2 separate regions of the Mustela erminea genome follow, and region 1 is linked to region 2. The links are chromatin contacts, called in public Hi-C maps. All regions are on one chromosome and are shown on one strand. The core of a region is the stretch at or near the end of the contact, and the rest is flanking DNA. Distances in the headings are between cores, read along the strand shown.

Region 1 (4,290 bases), core at 1,353-3,852, 240 kb after region 2:
ATCTCATTAAGTCTGATTACACAGCCCAACTTTGGGAAGTTAACTCTGTCCACTGAGTATAATGACCACTGGAGTCAGTGGCATCAATTAAGAATGAGTAAAGGCTTCCACATAACTGGAAATGTTCCAAAGCTAAGAGCTCTTAGAATGGAGACTACAACCCAGCCTCCCGACACCCTCCACTCCAGGGAATTTTCCTTCCTTCCATTAAACGGTAAAGTTGAAAAATCTTGAATATGTGAACCGCAAGTCACAAATATGTTTGTTGTTTTTTTTAAAAGAAGAGCCCACCTTGGTGATCGAATTCACTCTGAGATCATGATCTGAGCTGAGATCAAGAGTCGGACACTTAACTGACTGAGCCACTCAGGCACCCCATAACCAAATACATTTAACCTCCATCTAGTAAATAATGTTTTCTAAACTGTGTTAGGAAAAGAAAAAGTGCTCGGAGAGACTCTACTCAGCCTAAACTGGAATGAACAATTCTAACAGCTGTGCTGGACTTCCAAGAAACACTCCAGCCTCCTCTTGGAAAAACCAAAGGGAAAGGAAGGCAATGGAATCCAGATCATGCTCAAATACTTTAGTTGTTTCCTTCAGTAAACAAACATTTTTAACCATGTGAAACCCCCAAGTATGATCGCCATATGGCGTTTCAAACAGTCTACCTATGATGTTGTAATTTCACTCTTGCCACAATTAACTCAGCGGTTGAGAATTATTTTCTGGTAGTTTCTGAACGTGTCTGGAATGTGGTAATAAAGCATGCAGGAAGGGGTGTAAGTGAGAAATGTTGGAAGATGAGAAATAAGGAAATCCCTTACCTATAAATGTATTTTGGGGAAGGGAAATGTGAATTATATTTATACATTTCCTACTTTACCACACTTAATCTTCACATCCACCAAGGATGAATTTAAATCCATCCATTAGTCAGTTTCAGGTCAGTCACCAGCACCCTTTTAGAATTTTAAGATTTTCTCAGGTATGATAGACAAAAATGCACCCCCCTTCCCAATATGTGCATATCCTAATCCCTGGAATTTGTGATTATGTTACCTTCCATAACAAAGGAAAATTAAATTGCACATGGAATTAAGGTTGCTAATCGGTTAACTTTAAAACAGGGAGATTATTCTGCATTATCTGGGTGAGTTCAAAGTAATCACAACAGGGCTTGTAACTGGAAGAGAGGTCAGATTGATATGATGTGAGGACTCAATCTACTGTTGCTGGCTTTAAAAATGATAGAAGGAGGGCAGTTAGTCAAGGATTGCATCCATCCTCTACAAGCTGGAAAGGCAAAGAACAGATCCCACCCAGAACCTACAGAGAGGAACAAAACCTTCCAACACCTTGACTGTAGCCCACTGACACATCAATCGGACTTCTCACCTACAGCACTAAACATAATAAACCTGTGTTGTCTTAAGCCACTAAACTTGTGGTAACTTGTTATGGGAGCAAATAGAAAACTAATAAAACGGGCTTCTTCTAATCCTTGGATTTTAGGAAAGTTTTGCCATCAGTAACTATTAACAATTACTACTAAATTTTCTATAATCCAGGACACTGCCAGGCTCTGAACTGTTGGGTGCTGGTCTCCAAAGAAATGCGTATAGAAATTGAGAGCGTTTATTTTTATATAATTTAACATTGCCAGACATCCAATTTCATGTCTATTGAATCTAATAAAAAACTGTGACTCGTATTTATGCCGATCTCTTCCATTTCACTTATCCAGTAATTCTACCCTATTTTTACAAAGTATCGCCTGAAACATGTGGAATTTTTTTTTTTTTTTTGTCATTTACAGAAAAGGAAAGCAAAGCACTGACCGGTTAACTCATCTGCTCAAGTTCACAGAGACAGTAATTCTCTTTCAACTATTCACTGAATTAAGTATTTATAAAGAGCGCTGCACGCCAGACGCCAAGCTCCATGCTGGAACTTCCTGGGTCTAAAAAACTAGCCGGCAGAGACCCCGTCCTTCCCCGGTGTGAGTCCACTTCGTCTCTGAGACCCAGGAGTCGCCCCAGACCGCCTCACGGGCAGCGCTCCCTGCTGGTTTCCCGTCCAGCACTCACCCAGGAAGATGAGCGCAAAGGAGTGCGGACAGCGCAGGTCCAGCACGTACCTGCCGCACAGAAGTACCACAAATGGAGAAAAACACCAACCCCTAGCTCTCTTCGGACTAGCCCGCCGCAAGGCCAAGACACACCCCAGATCCTAGCTCCACCCCTTCCCCAGGCTCCGCCCCGACTCCCACGCCACCCACCACGCCCGGGCTCCCCTCAAACCCCAGCCGCAGCCGGGTCCCACGCGTCTCCGAGGAGCTCCCGCCACTCACGGTCTTCTCCCCGAGCTCCGCCTTCCGCCACAGCTTCGAATGCCGCTCCAGAGCGCTCGCGAAGCCGCCTTGGCGCATTTTAGGCTCTGTGGAATCGGAACTCTCACTCCCGGAGCTACTCTCGGTGCCTGCGCCTCGACACGGCCGAGAAAGGAGAAACACTCGCCGGAGCTGGCTCTCGGCAGTGACGGCACGGGTCCTACACAGCGCCGCCATGACGGTTCCGCAACCTCTGACCTTGGACCTCTCCGCAGGCGCGCAGGCCACGGGGCGGAGCAACGAATGGTCCACCCTCCTCCGGAGCGCGGGCGACGCGGGAGTGTAGTGCCGCTTGTGTAGGCAGCGGGCGTGCGGAGAAATGGTTCTACTAAAATCGGTGAATTATATCGGTGGTGCCTAGGGGTCCTCTACTGGCTGCGATCTGCTAGGTTTTTCACGGAAAGTGTTTTTGACTTGCAGGCATTTCGTTCCTCAGAGGATCGTTTGGCCCTTGTCCTCCTGCAAATTCTGGTATTACGGCTGGGACGTGCTAGCCCCACCTCATGGGCTTTTACCCCGGATGGCCGCAAGGCTTGTTTTTCGGGTCTCTGCTCAGACAGGAGGTTCTCCGTGATTACCTTATTTAGAACTGGAACCCCAAACACATTGTCGGATTCCCCGGGTTTCCTTTGCACCATTTAGCATTCTTAATATTGCTATAATTGCTTATTGCATAATTGCTATTAATTTACTTAACACCGTTTCTCTTTGCTTTCCCAAATTTGTAAACTCTTGGCTGTTGGATCCCTGACACCGGGCACACAGTGGGGTTCAGTGAACTTGTGTGAAATCCTGGGTCCAAGTTTGTCTTTTGCCGCCTCTTCTGAGATCCACTGACATTCAAAAATTAATCTTTCTAAGACGTTTTTGTCTCCTGTAGGTAGCTACAATTCCATTACATTTCGGAATGTGCCTAAACAGACGCCACCAGAGACTCCCACCCTCATTCATGATTTTCTCCCTTTTCCTCGTCAATGTTAATTCCCGGAATTTGCCCACCCTTTTCAAAACCAAGTGTTGATAAACTAAGCTGTCCATCTATCTTCTATCAGTTTTATATTAATCCAGTTATTTTAGGGGAGATGACAAGACCCTTTACAGTTCATTTGCAAGTATTTTGACAGAAGGAATTTTTATGTGACCACAGCCCTTTTTTAGTAGTATCGGACTACAGGGGCGCCTGGGTGGCTCAGTTGGTTGGGCGACTGTCTTCGGCTCAAGTCATGACCCTGGAGTCCCAGGATTGAGTCCCCCATCAGGCTCCCTTGCTTGGCAGGGAGTCTGCTTCTCCCTCTAACCCTCCCCCTTCTCATGCTCTCCACATTAACCTTGGAACGGTGTGTAATTGTATGCACCACGCAGTTTAGTACTACTAGCCAATTAGGGTAATCCTTACATAAGTTCACGAGGGTGCTTAAGAAAGATTCTACTTCAGGGTGTTCTCCTTCTTGGCACTTAAGCCATTTATTTTCTTTGACCATTAATGAAGTCTTACCCGAGACATTTTTGTTATCTGTGGCTATTGCTACTTATACTTCCCTTCAGGAAAAAGTGGTAAATTGTAAAGAGCATTGGCCAGTGACCTCATGAACCCCTTAGTTCTAGTTCTGACTGTAATCCTGACATATGGCACATCAATTTAAAGTTGATTTAGCTTCCTCACTTATAAAGCCAAGTCATTAGCTTAGAGAATTGATCCTAAAAACCAAAAAGAACAAAGCATGGTGAAATGGAGTGTTAAAGCAAAAAATCATACCCACTTACAAATATTCCAACAAAATTGGTGTTGTGTTTTTCACTATATGCTAGGAAAACCACCAAATTAAAAGAATCACACTACCAAACCACCTCACTCCATAATCAAAATTGTGTATGAGAGTTGGCAAGAAATTTAGTCA
Region 2 (4,317 bases), core at 1,416-3,915:
CCAACCTGCCCTGGTGGTGTGGTTCCGTGGGCGAGGCCGTGGTGCCAGTGTTCCCGTGGCCGTTCTGGGGCAGCAGCAGGGGGTGCGCGACGTGCGGGTGATGTCCGAAGGCGCTCCCCCAGGGAATGTGTCCAAGGCCTGCGTGGGCGCCGCTGGCCGCTTCCCGCTGGGAGGCGTAGTTGTTAAGATGTGAGACCAGTCGAACTCGAAGCGGGTCAGAGGCATCTAGTCCTTCAATGATGCTCAGATAACGGGCAACTTCTGCCAGACACTCCCGAAACCCCAAACTCCTATAGTCCATTGCAAGGGCGTGTGCGTCAAAATAGCCTGAGGGAAAGAACAAAAGAAAAACCTCAAGGCTTTGCTCATTTCTCTGCAGGCCTTCAGTACCAAAGACAGCCCTTCCTAGCAAATAAATACGTACAGCCTTAAAAACGGCATGCACGGGTTCTTATGAAGGTCCAAATATTCGGGAGTCAACCAAAGTCTTCGCATTAATCAACAGGAGAAGTACGTCTTTGCTAATGCAAGTTCAAAGCCCAATTAGAAGCTGCTGAGCAGAAAGTGGAATTATACCCTACCAGCAGATGAAACTATGTTCATTCCTTTAATGTTTTCCCCCAACAACAACAAAAAATACATCAAGGACAGAGAAACCACAGAACAGTGAAATTCATTAGACACACAGATGTAAGTTATCATCATGGAGCTTTTAGGCACTTGGTCCTGAGTAAAGCATTTTCCGGCTGGAGACAGACACACAGACCCTGGTCTCCTATCTTCTGTTAGGTTTTCTCTAATTAACCACAACAGGTTTCTTTCCTCAAGAGTCATGTAGGAGCTTACTTTTTAACGCTGTCGATAAAATAAAGACCATAATACTTTAAAAAAAAAAAAAAAGTCTTTTTCTCAAAATGTCAATAAACAAATGTGGTGAAATCTACCTGATCTTAATCAGGACTGTTACAACTTTAGGGCACCTCTCACATAAAAGGTATTCTCCAAAAGAAGGCACATTAGCTCACTCCGGAAGAGGACTAGAGTGAGGAATTCACTGGAGAATATGTGCATTTGCAAATGCCTTGACCGGCGACTGTACACGCCACACCATTCTCTCCCTACCCCCAAGCCACGCAGCAAAAAAATAAGGCAGCGACTGCACCAAAGCTGGCCTGCAGCGGCTGCTCTTTCCATCCAGAACACTCAGGGCCGCCACTAGACTTGCCACTACAGTGACATGTACCTTTCCCTCCTGCAGTGTGCAGCATTTTCAGGTGATCCACGGTCATCTGGAGGATTTCGGCTTTTTCTAGCTTAGCAGATCCCTAAAGAAGAATATGGCCAAAAAAGAAAAAAAAAAAATTAGTTGGCACCAAGTGCCTTTGGGGGAAAAAATTAAAATAGACACGCATGTATATGCTCTCTAAATCATAAAAGTACAAACTAAAGCAAAATGGGTTGTCTTCGCAAAATATGTTGGAATCCGTATGTGATTCATCTCTAGCACAAGCAATATGGTTATTTTTCGAGACACAGATGAGGTTCAGATTAATGAGGGTAAGGATTCCAAAGGTGTGGACAGCTACGGTGAGAGCTCTACGCACTTTTCTCCATTACCTGCTTCTCAAAGGCACTGGGTACCAGCCGCCTTAGCTCAGACAAACTGTTATTAATCCGGTCCCGTCGGCGCTTCTCGATGATCTGTAGAAAGCAGGCAAAACAAAGGGGGATATTTCCATCAAGACTGTAAATTTCAAAATGAAGCAAGGTAGTTCTTTCCATTAATTAATAACAAAACAAAACAAGAAGCACTGTAAAGAGACTCACGCCTCTTCGTCTTTTCCTGGCCAAGATCTGTGAAGATGTAGTTGGGGACATGGAACCTAGAGCCGAACTCAAGTTTCTGAATGAAGGGAGGGAAAAAAAAACAAGAATCGCTGTTAAGCGAGGGGAGGTGATATGAGGGGTCTCCCCCACGCCCTCCCCGCACTCAAGGCTGTTTTGGCAACTTGGGTTTGGAAGCGCTTCGGGGGTCCTTCACCCCGGACGGCGGCCGGACCAAGATGCGCAGAGGTCAGCGGAGGGCACCGACGTGCCCCGGCCCTCGCCCGCTGTCACCGCGGCCAGCCGACGCTCGCCTCCTTCCGCGCGGCCGCGGCCAACTCACCCATTCTCATCCGCACTCTCCTTTTCCACTTCGATGGTCTCGTCCAGCTCGCTATCCGAGGAGCTGTACTCGGGGTGGGCTCGCTTCATGCTGGCTGCGTGGGGGCTGCGGGGGAGGTTGGCGCGGCGGGCAGGGAGGAGTTAACAGCAGCGGCGCCTCTCCGCGCTCGGGGGCTCGCGTTCTGCACACACTGATCCCGCTCACGCTCAGCCTCCGGTTAAAATTCAACCATCCCTTTCCCACGCTGCGCCCCTACTCAGGTCCCGGGGGAGGGCAGGAGGGGTGGAGGAGGCGGGCGAGGGGGCGGAGGGGCGGGGCGGCGGCTCCAGGGCAACAGCCTCCCCTCCGCCAACCGGCTTCTCGCTCCGTTGATTGGCAGCCGCTCCGGGGAGGGACCAGAACGAGGCTCAGGGCGAGGGCGAACCCCGCCCCCGCCCTCCACGCCGGCCCCTGCCCGGCGGCGGTGCGTCGGCTCCGCGGGGGCTCCGCTGGGTCTCTGCTGCGGGCGGGGGCAGAGGAGGCGCGGGCGGCTGTGGGCCGGCGGCGGGCAGGCGGGGGAGGCCGGGCCGGGACACAAGCCCGCCGGCGGCCGCGGCCCCGCCCCGCCCCGCGCGCCCCGATTGGCCTGGACGCACGCCAGGGCCGCGCCTGCAGCGCCGCCGGTGAGCCGCACGCGCCGCGGGCCGTGGGAAAGTGCCGGCGCCACGGCCGCCAGCCAATCCGGGCGGCCGGCGGCGGCGACGGCGGCCGCGCTGGCGGCGGCGGCGGCGGCGCTGGGCGTCCGCATGAATGGAGAAGAATGGGCAGGCGGGGGAGCGGGGCCGCGCGAGGGCGCGCCGGCGGAGGCTGGGCGGCCGCGGGCCGGGCCCCCCGTGTGAACCTGTAATCGGAGCCCGGGCGCCGGGCGGCCCCGGAAACCGCCGCCCTGCGCCGCGGTAAATCTCGGCTGCGGGGCCACCCGTGCCCGGCGGCGGGAGGCGCGCGCCGCTGGCGGAGCCGGGCCCGATGCACCTGGCCGGGTGGCGCGCCGGCCGCTCCGTGGGGGCTGCAGGGCGCCGGCGGGGAGCAGAGCCCATGCACCGCCGCAGTGGCCACCAGCAAGACGTGGTTTCTGGGGATGTCGTTTTTCGTTTTGGGGGTGGACCGTGTCCCCACATGCAGCCAGCCTAGCTTCTGCAGGGCTTCCCATCCTCCAGAGTGGAATGAGTACCCTGTGCATCTAATTTCCGGCCAAGTGGAACGCTTGTTTTCTCGGCTGACTAGGTGGAAAAAAAAAAAAAAAAAAGACCCCTGGGGATATCCATTATGGTTTTTTGTTGTTTTTTGTTTTTTGTTTTTTGTTTTTTGTTTTTCTGTTGTTGTTTTTTGTTTCCAGGCTTTGGCGGCCAGATCTCTCAGCGGGCGACAGGGTGGCGGGGCTGGGCATTTGCGTCTGAGGCCGCCCTCTCTGCGGGAATGCACGTCTCTGACCCTTACACACACGCGCGCGTACACACACACACACACACAGACACCACATCTCCGGCTTGGGTTCTTGGCGTGTACGGGGATCTCTGCGAAGCTACCCAAGTCCTCCAGAAGATACTGGGGGAGAAAATTGTGTATCTCTGGCCTGATGCCCTATTTGAGGATTTGTGGAAGCAGCCGGATGGGTGTTTTGAATTTGGAAATCCAGGGTTCTCTATCCCTTACAAAGGAGCAGAGCAATTGGTATTCCCCTCAGGTCCGTTCTTTGGCTGCTGACCTTGCAGTCCTGTCACTGAAGGAGCACTTGATAGATACTGAGGATAAGAAACATTTTCTCACTTTTGCAAATATCTTCACCGTTTCTGTCGCTGTTCAGTTAGTGAGTCATGAGCCCAGTGCCATCTTAACACATTTGAGGCGCCACATCCTAATAGGTGTGTTGGATTTTAACCCCTCATCTCCACACACATATTATTCCACCTCCAGGCTCCCACTGAACTCTTGTTTCACTTCAACTTCACCTCCAGGCCCTCACTCCTTTTCCTGGTCTCCTCTGCTTCCCTCTCTAGGCTGGGTCCCTCCCTCAAGCCATGTTGGATTTTTTTTCTTGCCCTTGTGGCCTGATATCCCCCCACATGCCACCTGTCAGTTGTCCACCCAAGATCAACCGCATTTTCTGCTTA

The links. A called contact is a pair of places that touch in the nucleus more often than the background predicts.
Region 1: a Hi-C map of spleen shows a contact between it and region 2, with 5 times the contacts expected there. The contact joins the promoter of MRPS28 here to the promoter of HEY1 in region 2. A contact is called at or near these places in 3 of 3 Hi-C or Micro-C datasets (fibroblasts, skeletal muscle and spleen).

Annotation. Positions count from the first base shown.
Region 1 is chr16:31,229,809-31,234,098 of mMusErm1.Pri, forward strand. It overlaps MRPS28 (28S ribosomal protein S28, mitochondrial), which reads right to left and starts at 2,603. Exons shown (of 5, transcript XM_032316902.1): 1 at 2,354-2,603. The coding sequence starts at 2,569.
Region 2 is chr16:30,988,651-30,992,967 of mMusErm1.Pri, forward strand. It overlaps HEY1 (hairy/enhancer-of-split related with YRPW motif protein 1), which reads right to left and starts at 2,666. Exons shown (of 5, transcript XM_032316559.1): 1 at 2,168-2,666; 2 at 1,828-1,903; 3 at 1,618-1,701; 4 at 1,244-1,325; 5 at 1-327. The coding sequence starts at 2,256.